Linked DNA regions of Mus musculus: all the other regions are linked to region 3. The links are chromatin contacts, called in public ChIA-PET and promoter capture Hi-C maps. All regions are on one chromosome and are shown on one strand. Each heading gives the region's core, a stretch centred on a gene start, on an enhancer-like site or on the middle of the called end of the contact. The rest is flanking DNA. Distances are from core to core; before and after follow the strand shown.

Evidence for each region. Promoter capture Hi-C pulls out the DNA fragments that hold promoters and counts their contacts. ChIA-PET counts read pairs in DNA pulled down with a chosen protein or histone mark.
Region 1: a promoter capture Hi-C map of stem cell-derived epiblast-like cells shows a contact between it and region 3, with 2.6 times the contacts expected there. The contact joins the promoter of Cyp4f39 here to the promoter of Zfp472 in region 3. A contact is called at or near these places in 4 of 39 promoter capture datasets (cranial neural crest, frontonasal cranial neural crest, hippocampal neurons and 1 more).
Region 2: an RNA polymerase II ChIA-PET map of memory CD8 T cells shows a contact between it and region 3, with 5 read pairs. The contact joins the promoter of A530088E08Rik here to the promoter of Zfp472 in region 3. A contact is called at or near these places in 14 of 39 promoter capture datasets (the 3T3-L1 cell line, 3T3-L1-derived adipocytes, embryonic stem cells and 9 more) and 2 of 115 datasets of contacts at active chromatin or transcription factors (bone marrow-derived macrophages and memory CD8 T cells).

Annotation. Positions count from the first base shown.
Region 1 is chr17:32,451,122-32,454,471 of GRCm38.p6, forward strand. Cyp4f39 (cytochrome P450, family 4, subfamily f, polypeptide 39) reads left to right here and starts at 1,602. Exons shown (of 14, transcript NM_177307.3): 1 at 1,602-1,675.
Region 2 is chr17:32,401,168-32,404,370 of GRCm38.p6, forward strand. It overlaps A530088E08Rik (RIKEN cDNA A530088E08 gene), which reads left to right and starts at 1,847. Exons shown (of 1, transcript NR_029458.1): 1 at 1,847-3,203. It overlaps Rasal3 (RAS protein activator like 3), which reads right to left and starts at 2,414. Exons shown (of 18, transcript NM_001374604.1): 1 at 2,354-2,414; 2 at 1,889-2,232. The coding sequence starts at 2,216.
Region 3 is chr17:32,964,160-32,967,139 of GRCm38.p6, forward strand. Zfp472 (zinc finger protein 472) reads left to right here and starts at 1,672. Exons shown (of 4, transcript NM_153063.3): 1 at 1,672-1,770. The coding sequence starts at 1,750. It also overlaps the pseudogene Cyp4f41-ps.

The DNA of each region.
Region 1 (3,350 bases), core at 352-2,851, 510 kb before region 3:
TCAATTATTTCTGTCTCTTGTTCTTCACCTCAAATCCCCACCCTTCCAGGGCAGAGTCACTGAAGACAGAAAGAAATCTTTGAAGTGGAGGCCAAGTGGACCTTCTTAAATTTGTTCTCTTCTTTCTCTGCCCACCGACCCAAGTCAGTTGCCTGCCACCCACCAGCCTGCTCAGCCCTGCCATATGGTCTGTCTCACATTCAAGGGTGGGTCTGACTGGATACTTCTGAAGCAGATGGGCTGGCCAAGGACAATATCCTGCTGCAAGGTCAAGTGCCTATGAATGGGTGGGTTTGGTTGAGGTGGGACCTGAATAGTCTAATGCTTCTGGAGACCCTCCCCTCATCTTGTATTTTTGCATCTGTTCATTTAAACTGTATATATTTAAGCTACATTATTTACATTATTTTGTGTACATGAGTGTTTTGTCTGTATGTTTGTATGAGCATCATGTGCATGCCTGGTGCCCTCCAGGTCAGAAGATGTTGTTGGGTCCCTTAGAACTGGCATTGGAGATGGTTGTGAGCTGTCATTTCTGTATTCACTAAGGTAGTGTGTGGGTCACAGTGGTCTGTGGTGGGCCTGTAGAGGTCAGGGACATCTTGTGGGAGTTGGTTCTCTCCTTCCATCACGAGTCCTAGGGATGAACTCAGGGAGTCATGCTCGGTGGTGATTGCTTTTACCTTGAACTCTGGTGGCCTCTTTTTGTTTTTCCTTAGAAAAATTTTATTATTCTTATTTAAAGATTTGTTTTTTTATCATTTTTGATTATGTGTAGTGTATCCACCTGTGTGAAGATGTATACACATGGATGCAGAGCCTCTGGCTCCTTCAATCTCCTGGAACTGGAATTACATACAAGCAGCTGTGAACAAGTGTTTTACATCTCTGACCCAGTTCTCCAGAGCCCCTTTTCTTCATTACTCTATCTCTCCTCTATCTGTCTGTCCGTCCATCCATCTAATCTATCTATCTATCTATCTATCTATCTATCTATCTATCTATCTATCTATCTATCTATCTATGGTTTCCTTAAGTAGTCCAGGCTGGGCTGGAATTTGTGATTTTTCTGCTTCCAAGTCCTGGGACAGTGGATTGAGGGGATTGTTTGGACTGAAGGAACAGCTGCAGAATCCGGCCCAGGAGGGCAGGTAGGGCAGGCTCCAGGAAAAACAAGTAGCCCTCCGCCCTGGGGCTGATGGAGTCTGAGAACTCTTGAGAGGCCCCAAAGAATACTCCTGTGGAACAGTGAGAGTCTCGGAGGTGATGGTGCAGGAAGTCCTGTGCAAGCTTGGGAACCCGTTCTGGTATTGGAGATGAGTGACCCAGAGTGGAAATGAGGCTCTGATAGGAGTCAAGACCAGGGAGTCGGAAGGGTCAGGCTCTTAGTTGTCTGCATTTTCACGCCTCCCTCTTTGTCTGTTAAGCTCTCTCTTTCTCTGTCTGTCTCAGCCTCCTTGTCTCAGGTTTGCATCTTGGGGGCCAGACTTGCAAGCAACCGGGCAGGGGCGTTGCCAGTATGGGCGTGGCCCCGGAGTTGTGAGGCGGGGCTCAGCGCTCAGCCCGAAGCTTGTAAAGGGCTGGGGCTCAGCCCGGCAGGTTTAAAGGGTTGGGGCTGTCAGACTGCACTGTCAAAGAAGCGGATCTGGATCGAGAGCGGCAGGCTGAGACCCGGGTGAGTGTGTGGGTCCAGCGACTGTGGCCTTAGCGGGGCGGGGCGGGGCGAACATCAGTGGGCACAGCTAATTTCAGGACCCCACGACCAGTGATGAGGTTGAGTGACCAGGAGCAAGATGTTGCTGTATCCCCAAAGGTTGCTGGGATTATGCTCATTTTTATTTCCTGAGCGCGCTCTGGTGTCCCGGGAGTCGCTTCTTTTTGAGTGCGGGTTGTAGAAAGAGAGGGGGCACTTTTTGGCTAGAGATTTCTGTTCTGGGACACCTCCTTATAGGGTTTGCCTGAGTCGTTGATGTATTTATTGTCTTGAAGAGAAAGCCTGAGCTGGGCGTGTATTTCTGGGACACAAGTTTTTTTTTTTCAGCATATTTGAAGCTGTCCATCTTGCCGATGGGTCTTTTGGTTGTGGTCCAGCCGCAGTCAGGAATGCTGTGCTCATCCACAGAAGTGTCAGCATCTCCAAGTTCCCTTCTTTGCAAATAAAACAGTGGTCCAGCCTCTCTACCTTTGTCTATGAGCCCCGAAAGTTAGTCAAAGATTTGTCCTGTAAGTGCTGTCTGGTGTTTCAGGGGCCTGGCCCAGACTGGTTTAGAACTATTGATGGGCTGGCCACCTTGGTCTCTGAAAAGGGTTGTGGCTCACTACTTGGGGAAATCTCTGGCTTGAAGTGAGAGATAAGGAGGAAGAGGCTGCCTTTGGCTCCCGCATAGGCAAGAGTCCCTTTATTGGTTAATATACCTCCACAGTTCATTGTGCATTCATTACCCCACAGTTAAGCCTTCTTTCCCTCCCCTCCCACCTCCCAATTTCTCTGTCTTGAAGCTGACTCCAGCAAGAGCCTGTAACATCTAAGTGCCTTGAAGATGAAACCCCCTGAGATCCCTGCCCAGACCCTGATTTGATTGTGGGGGGAGATGAGGGCTGGAGCAGGGGATTACAGACATTCAGAGGGCAAGCTGGGATTGGAACAAACAAACCCTGGCTGACCTCAAAATCCTGGGCCACTTTCTGATGGCCTCGACATCTCTGTAGAGCCCAGCTTGGGTTTCCGAAAGGTAACATTAGCTATGGGCTCATGTCTTGGCGGTGACCAGAGTTGGTAACCACAGAGGGGCTTGGATGACCTGGGAAACATTCAGAGAATGAGACCTCATCTCTCCTATTCAACTAGCCTTGGACTTTATTCTGTAAGTCCCAGATGTCTAGGTAGCAAGGATGGACATGTTGACAGCATCAGGTGGCCCTACCTGAGAATGAGTAAGCACTTTCTTTGTTTACTTTTGCTTTTAATTTGTGTGCGTCTGTGTCTGTGTTTGTGTATGTCAGCACAAGAGTGAAAGCTACAGAACAGCTTTCAGCAGTCTGTTCTCTCCTTCAAGCACGTGGGTGTCAGGGACTGAACCCAGGTTGTCCAGCTTGGCAGTAGGTACTTTTACCCACTGAGCCATCTTGATGGCTCATATATATTCTATATGTCATCATATCTCTGTGAGGTGGAGAAATATGATTCCTGTCTGAAGCAACTGGGGCTCAGAGAGGTGTGGACACTTGCCTCAAGTGGCACGGTTACCAGGGAGAGGGCACTATGGAATCCCTTCTGTGGCTTGGGTCCAAGTGTGCCGTGTTTGCAATGGTATGCAGAGGTCATTACGTCCCAGGTTGCCACTGCCTTC
Region 2 (3,203 bases), core at 597-3,096, 560 kb before region 3:
GAAAGAAAGAAAGAAAGAAAGAAAGAAAGAAAGAAAGAAAGAAAGAAAGAAAGAATTGGGCCTGGTGGTGCACACCTTTAATCCCCACAAACAGGAGACAGGGACAGGCAGATCTGTGAGTCTGAGGACAGCCAGGTCTATGCAGCAAGAGCCTATCTTGGAAAAAAAAATCCCCATAATATGAAACCACTTTTCTAAATATAACATGAAGGCTGAGCTGTTTCTATGACATTTATTTAGTTTGTGCTTGTGCACACACATTTGCCATGGCACAAGTGGAGGCCGGAGAACAGCTTGACTTTATTGATTTATTTGTGTGGGTTCAGGAAGGGGAAGGGCAACACTTAGGTGTCAGTCTCTCCTTGGCCATGTGGGCTCAGGGTTTCCACCAGGTGCTTTGACTTGCCGGTCACCTCGCCAGAGCCTCAGTTGTTTTGAGATAAAGCCTTGTTACATGGCTTACGCAGGCCTAGAACTCAAGACTGATCATCTTCCTGCTCCTGCCTTCCAAGTGCTGGGATTTTAGTAGTCCTAACCCTGATGAATGGAAGGCATTTCAAAACTTTCCAGGAAAAGAGCTGAACTAACCATGAGCTTCCAGCAAACGCCAGCTCAACCAATCTTTCTTTTTTTTAAAGATTTATTTATTTATTATATGTAAGTACACTGTAACTGTCTTCAGACACACCAGAAGAGGGCATCAGATCTCATTATGGATGGTTGTGAGCCACCATGTGGTTGCTGGGATTTGAACTCATGACCTTCAGAAGAGCAGTCAGAGCTCTTAACCACTGAGCCATCTCTCCAGCCCGGAACCAACCTTTTAGGTGTATTTTCAACCCGATTTTACCACTAGAGGTGATACATACAACTCTTCTTTTTTTCTTGGTGGTGGGTGTAAAACCCACAATCCCACAACCCCTCCCATGTTAAGCAAGTGCTCTATCACCGAGCCACATCCGAGGCCCTAACTCTTTCCTACAATTGGATCTCTTAGTATATGCTAGGCCCTGGTCTCTAATCTTCCTAGTGTCCACTAGTCTCCCAGTTCTCATTTTGCAGCAGGTTTGTAACTGTTCCTCCCCCACCCACTACAACGTGAACTCCACAGGGCAGGGAGTGTCATCTGCTTTGCTGACATCTCTCCTTAGTGCTTCACTCAGGGACCAATTCGATGCTCAAAAAACTTCTGCTTGGCCCAGCAAGATGGCTCAGCAAATAAAGGTGCTTGCCTCCAAGGCTGTCTGAGTTTGATCCCCAGGACTCACGTAATTGAAGGAGAGAACTGACTCCTGAAAGTTGTCCTTTGACTCCAGGAACCATGGCTTGCTTGCTCCTTTCTAATATAAATAAATAAATGCAGGTTGTCCTCTGACCTCAACACGTGTTGTGATAAAGGACACACACACACACACACACACACACTGAATGAACATCTGCTTGAATGAATGAATGAATGAATGAATGAATGTTGTCTTTAAGGCAGAGAAGGGGAATTTCACATTCAAGGAAACAAAGTAAGACATAGGCTATGTATATATGGCAGCTCAAATCCACATGTAGCCAACGGCTTGGTCTACTGGATACCGAAGACAACAACCGTCAGTGCCAAGAACAATTAGACATCCTCACAGTACTAAGGTGCATGCATCCATTCAATGCTCCTTTCTCAGCTGAACCCCAGCTGCCTACGGGTCCTGCCAGTCTTCCTCGCCCCAGTTTAGGGGGAAAGAGAGATGAGCGCTGCTAGGGGCCCCAGCCGCTTCCTGCTGGGCTTTCATACTCCCCACAACTTCCTGTGTCTAGAGGGCTGATGCTAGATTGACAGACAAACACCCAGGCTTCCGGCCACCCAGCCTAGCCCCAGCTGGATTGGGGGAGAGCGTACCTGGGGCCTTCGGATTTGGCTTGGGTTCCAGTGGTGCCACGTTCTTGTGCCTTCCCCACAGGGTCTTGGAAAACCGGAGGCGATTGGACCGTGACTCCTTAGGGGGTGCAGAGAGGACCCGACGAAACAGAGATCTGGGGGCTGGCTGGCTGTTCACCATGGGCTCCTGATGGCTCAGGGCCCTTCCCCAGCCTGCAAAGCGGCCCCAGCGGAACCCTCCAGCAGCCTTTTCCCCACTGCCTCCAGTGTGCCAGCGGTAGGATGTCAGCGGAGAGGGCAGCGAGGGCTGCGTTTGGGAATCTTCTTCACTCTGCAACGGTGGGTCCATGGCGGAGGAGTCTCTGCTGCGAGACCAAAAGGTTCTGAACATTGTCTGCCCACATTCTGGCTTCATCTTCCCTGGTCTCTTCTCAGCTTCGCCTCCAGGAACATACTTGAGGATGCCACACGTACACCCTCCCTTACCTTGATTTCCTGGCCAGTCCAGAACCAGCAGCCGTCTGTACTGTGCCTAGCTTCCTTCCTCAGAACCTAGCTCCACGTGACCCTGTCTTGTCTCCCCCGCCCCCCCCCCTTTACAGTCAGGCTGGGAGGGCATGATGGGGGCAGGATGCGGAGGTGGCGGGGTGGAAGAGAGGTTGGCAGTTCTGGCTTCTGACGAGAAGGTCTAGGAGGCAGTACATACTTCTCTTTGAGCTTCAGTTGCCTTCTGTGAAATGGGAACATCTTGGATAAATGCTGGCTAGCAAGGCCCCCTAAAGTCTCCTGGTGGCCGGAGTGTGGAAAGACTCACTTATGTAGGGAAGCTGCCACAATTTTATTGGAATGGATTTATTATTTGTGTGTGTGTGGATGCTATAGTGCTCATATGGTGATCAAAGGACAGCCATGTGGAGGTAGAGTCAGTTCTCTCCCACCTTTGTGTGAGATTGGAGGCTGGAACTCCGGATCGTACATGGCAAGTGACATTACCCGCTGAGCCATTCACCAGCCCCTCCACCTTGGGAGTGGAACCTAGGGCCTGGGTGCAAGGCCTATGCTCTATTACTTAGCCACATGCCTAGCCGTCTTTTCATTTTTTATTATACAGACCGGGCCTTGAGCTCACGGCATGTGTTGTAGCCCAGGCTGGCCTTGGACTCTTGGCTAGACGTTCCCCAAACCAGTGTTAAGTTAGAACTAAAGATTGCATGTTCGTGACAGTTGTAGCCCTCATTGTGCCACACCTCCAGTCCTTGTTCTAGCATGGTTATGTGGCTCTCCTCAGATCCAGTATTTCCCCTGCTAGGCAGACATCCAATAGACATGGCCACCA
Region 3 (2,980 bases), core at 422-2,921:
AAAACACCCTGGATAAACAGTTTATAAGGAGGAACTTATTTTGGCTCTTGGTTTTAGGTCACAGTCAGCTGATCTCCTTGGTTTAGGCCTGAGGTAAAACAGAGGATCATGGTGGGAAGCCCAAGGAGTCAAGTTGCTCATCTCATGGTGGCTGGGAAGTAAATAGATAAATGTTCATGCTTGGTTGCTTAGGAAAGGGCTAGAGTTCCAATACTTGCTTCAAGGGCACATCTTTCAGGACTTTACTTCCACTCAGCAGCCCCCCAATCACTAAGTTTCCATCACCTCCAAGCAGCATCCGCGGACCATATCTTCAACACACAAGCTTTGGTATTTAACATCAAACCCCAAACTAAAAATTAAGTCATTTTATCCAGCTATACCGTTCTAGATATACACGAAGAGAGTAAATGTCACCATGTAACTAAGATTCCTGCACACATATTTATTGCAGCATTGAGCATCCAAGTGATGGAGTCACCCAAGGAGCCTAGCAGTGGAGGAACAAATGGATAGAATATATGTGGTATTTATGAAAGTGAAGTATTATTCATCCACAAAAGAATGTTGTTTGCAAAAAAAAAAAAAAAAAAAAAAACACGGAACTGGAGATCATCATGTTAGGGAAATGAGCCAGGCTCAAATCAACAGATATTACATGTTTGCTTTTATATGATGAGCCTAAGTAGGCAAAATGAAAGTAGAAGGATGTTTATTAAGGCAGAGGGATTTTTAAAAAGCCAATCAGAGTGAACATAATCAAAGTTATTTCACAGAGGAATTTAAACAGAAATCAGTTTTGGTTTGCTATCATGGCTTTTCCCAGCTTACTCTGATTGAAGAGCAAAGGATTTATTCAAAAGTGACGTTATGACACTATTTGTATGTCGGAAAAAAAAAATACCAGGAAGAGCCCGCTGAGCCCAAGAGGCTGTGAATGGGGCTGGAGAGTTGGTGGATAAGGGCGCATGATAAACACCTAGGACTGGAGTTCAGATTCCAGCACTCACGTTAGAGATCCCCTGCACATTTCTGAATCACTATCTATGAGGACGGCTCAAATAAGAGGATCGCTGTGGCTAGCTGGCTTCCATTATTAGCCAAGGAAACCCGAGCCCCAGGTAAAGTGATGAGTGAAACAAACAAACAAACAAACAAACAAACCCTGCCTCAATGGAAAAGCGAGTGGACTTCTGCCGTCTTCCGGCCTCAGTGAGCACTCGCGCACACACGGATTCATCCACGTAGACACATAAAACTAACAAATCTTTCAGAAGCCCTGGACCTGTGTGTGGTGTAGACGGGAGAATTCTGACTATATAGCTCTGGCTGACTCGAAACTCAATAACGTAGACAAAGCTAGCGTGGAACTGGTATTAAAAAGTGCACCACCACTCCCGGGCTGGAAGGTGTTCTGAAATGTGATAACCCTCCAGGATGAAATCACATTTATTTCGGAGAAAAGGTATGAGCTTGGACAGGGCAGTTGTTGCAATCTGTACTTACAGACCCATTTCGGTGGTAAGCGTTGCTGAACCTGATAACTCAGTTCTAAGGAGTTGGGTCCGGAATAATTCACGAACCAGGGTGACTGTTACTCCCCTGAGCTATCCAATAAGAAGCACGGATAGTGGAGGGTGGCTCCCTTGCCGCCATATTTGAGTTCCGGGTAGCTGGAGGGAGGAGAGTTGTGCTTGAGCTTCCCGGTGCCTGTTCTGCCGACTGCCGCTCAGTAGGAAGAACGCCTGGATGCATCAGAAGCAGGAAATGGTGAGTGTGCCCTGGACTCTTGGAAGGTGGGCGGAGGGTTCTGACACTGCCACGGCTTTGCTGTAAGGTGGCGCCGGCTCCCCGACGTGTGCAGCAATTTGAGATGGACTTTGGGAGTGCCGTCAACCCGGGTGCACTTGAGTTGTATGCTCTGTTAGCGGAGTCCCGTCCTGTCCCTTCCCTGTGAAGCTGCTTCGTCCCTAGTTTCTAGTCCTCCCATGACGAGCCTGCGCCGCGAACCCGAGCCTCCGCTGACATTGCAGCTGCCAAGTTGGTGACGCCGCGTCCAGACTGCGGTGAAGGCACGTGGGTGGTGTGCACTGTTTTGCACTTTTTCATTTCCTTGTTCCCTGCTTTAGTTTTACACTGTGGTCATCCTGAAGAGAGGCTCGTGCTCGTGTGTTCTCTCTCTCTCTCTCTCTCTCTCTCTCTCTCTCTCTCTCTCTCTCTCTCTCTCGGCTTCTTTTTTAAAGTACTAGGGATGGAACCTCAGGTCTCATGCTAAGCGAACGCTTTACCATAGACCTGTAGACCTGTATCTCCATCCCTCATCCTGAGTTCACAGCTGGATTTGTTAGCTGTGATAGGCAAAATTCCCTATTTGTATGTACTGATTAATTAAGCTGATCATTTCTGAAGTAAAGGTTAGATTTTGGAGACCTTTTCCAAAGGAAAGTCTCGATAGCAGTGAAAAAGCCCAGGGCAGGGAGGGATTGTGTTGTTCTGTCCGTTTATACGGGATTTCACTGGGTACCATTGGCTGGTCTGGAAAGAGTTATGTAGACCAAACTAGTCTGGAACTCTAGATCCTCCACAGTGCTACGTGTGTTTCTGCTCATATGGGAGGGTATTCTGGGACTTGGAAGCCCAGGAGCCATACATACAGCTCTGAAGGGAAAAGGTGTCCCAATGAGGACATCCTCAAACACGGGAGCCCAGGAACCACACAGCTCTGAGAGGAAGCCTCCTCAGCAGTTCCCAGAGGAGGGTATCCCCAGCTGAGCTGAGGAGTTTAGGAGCTTACAGGCTTCAGCTGCCCTTTCTCTTCTCTTCTTTGCTTCTTTTCTTCTTAGCTTCTTCTGATGAGAGCCACTCCAGGCAGTAGATCTTATAAAGGAGACTTATTGGAGAGAAAAATGGAGAGGGATGGCTGCCCTCTGCTCCCAGAGCTGACTGACATGGGAGAATTGGACAAAGGGCAGGACTTGGA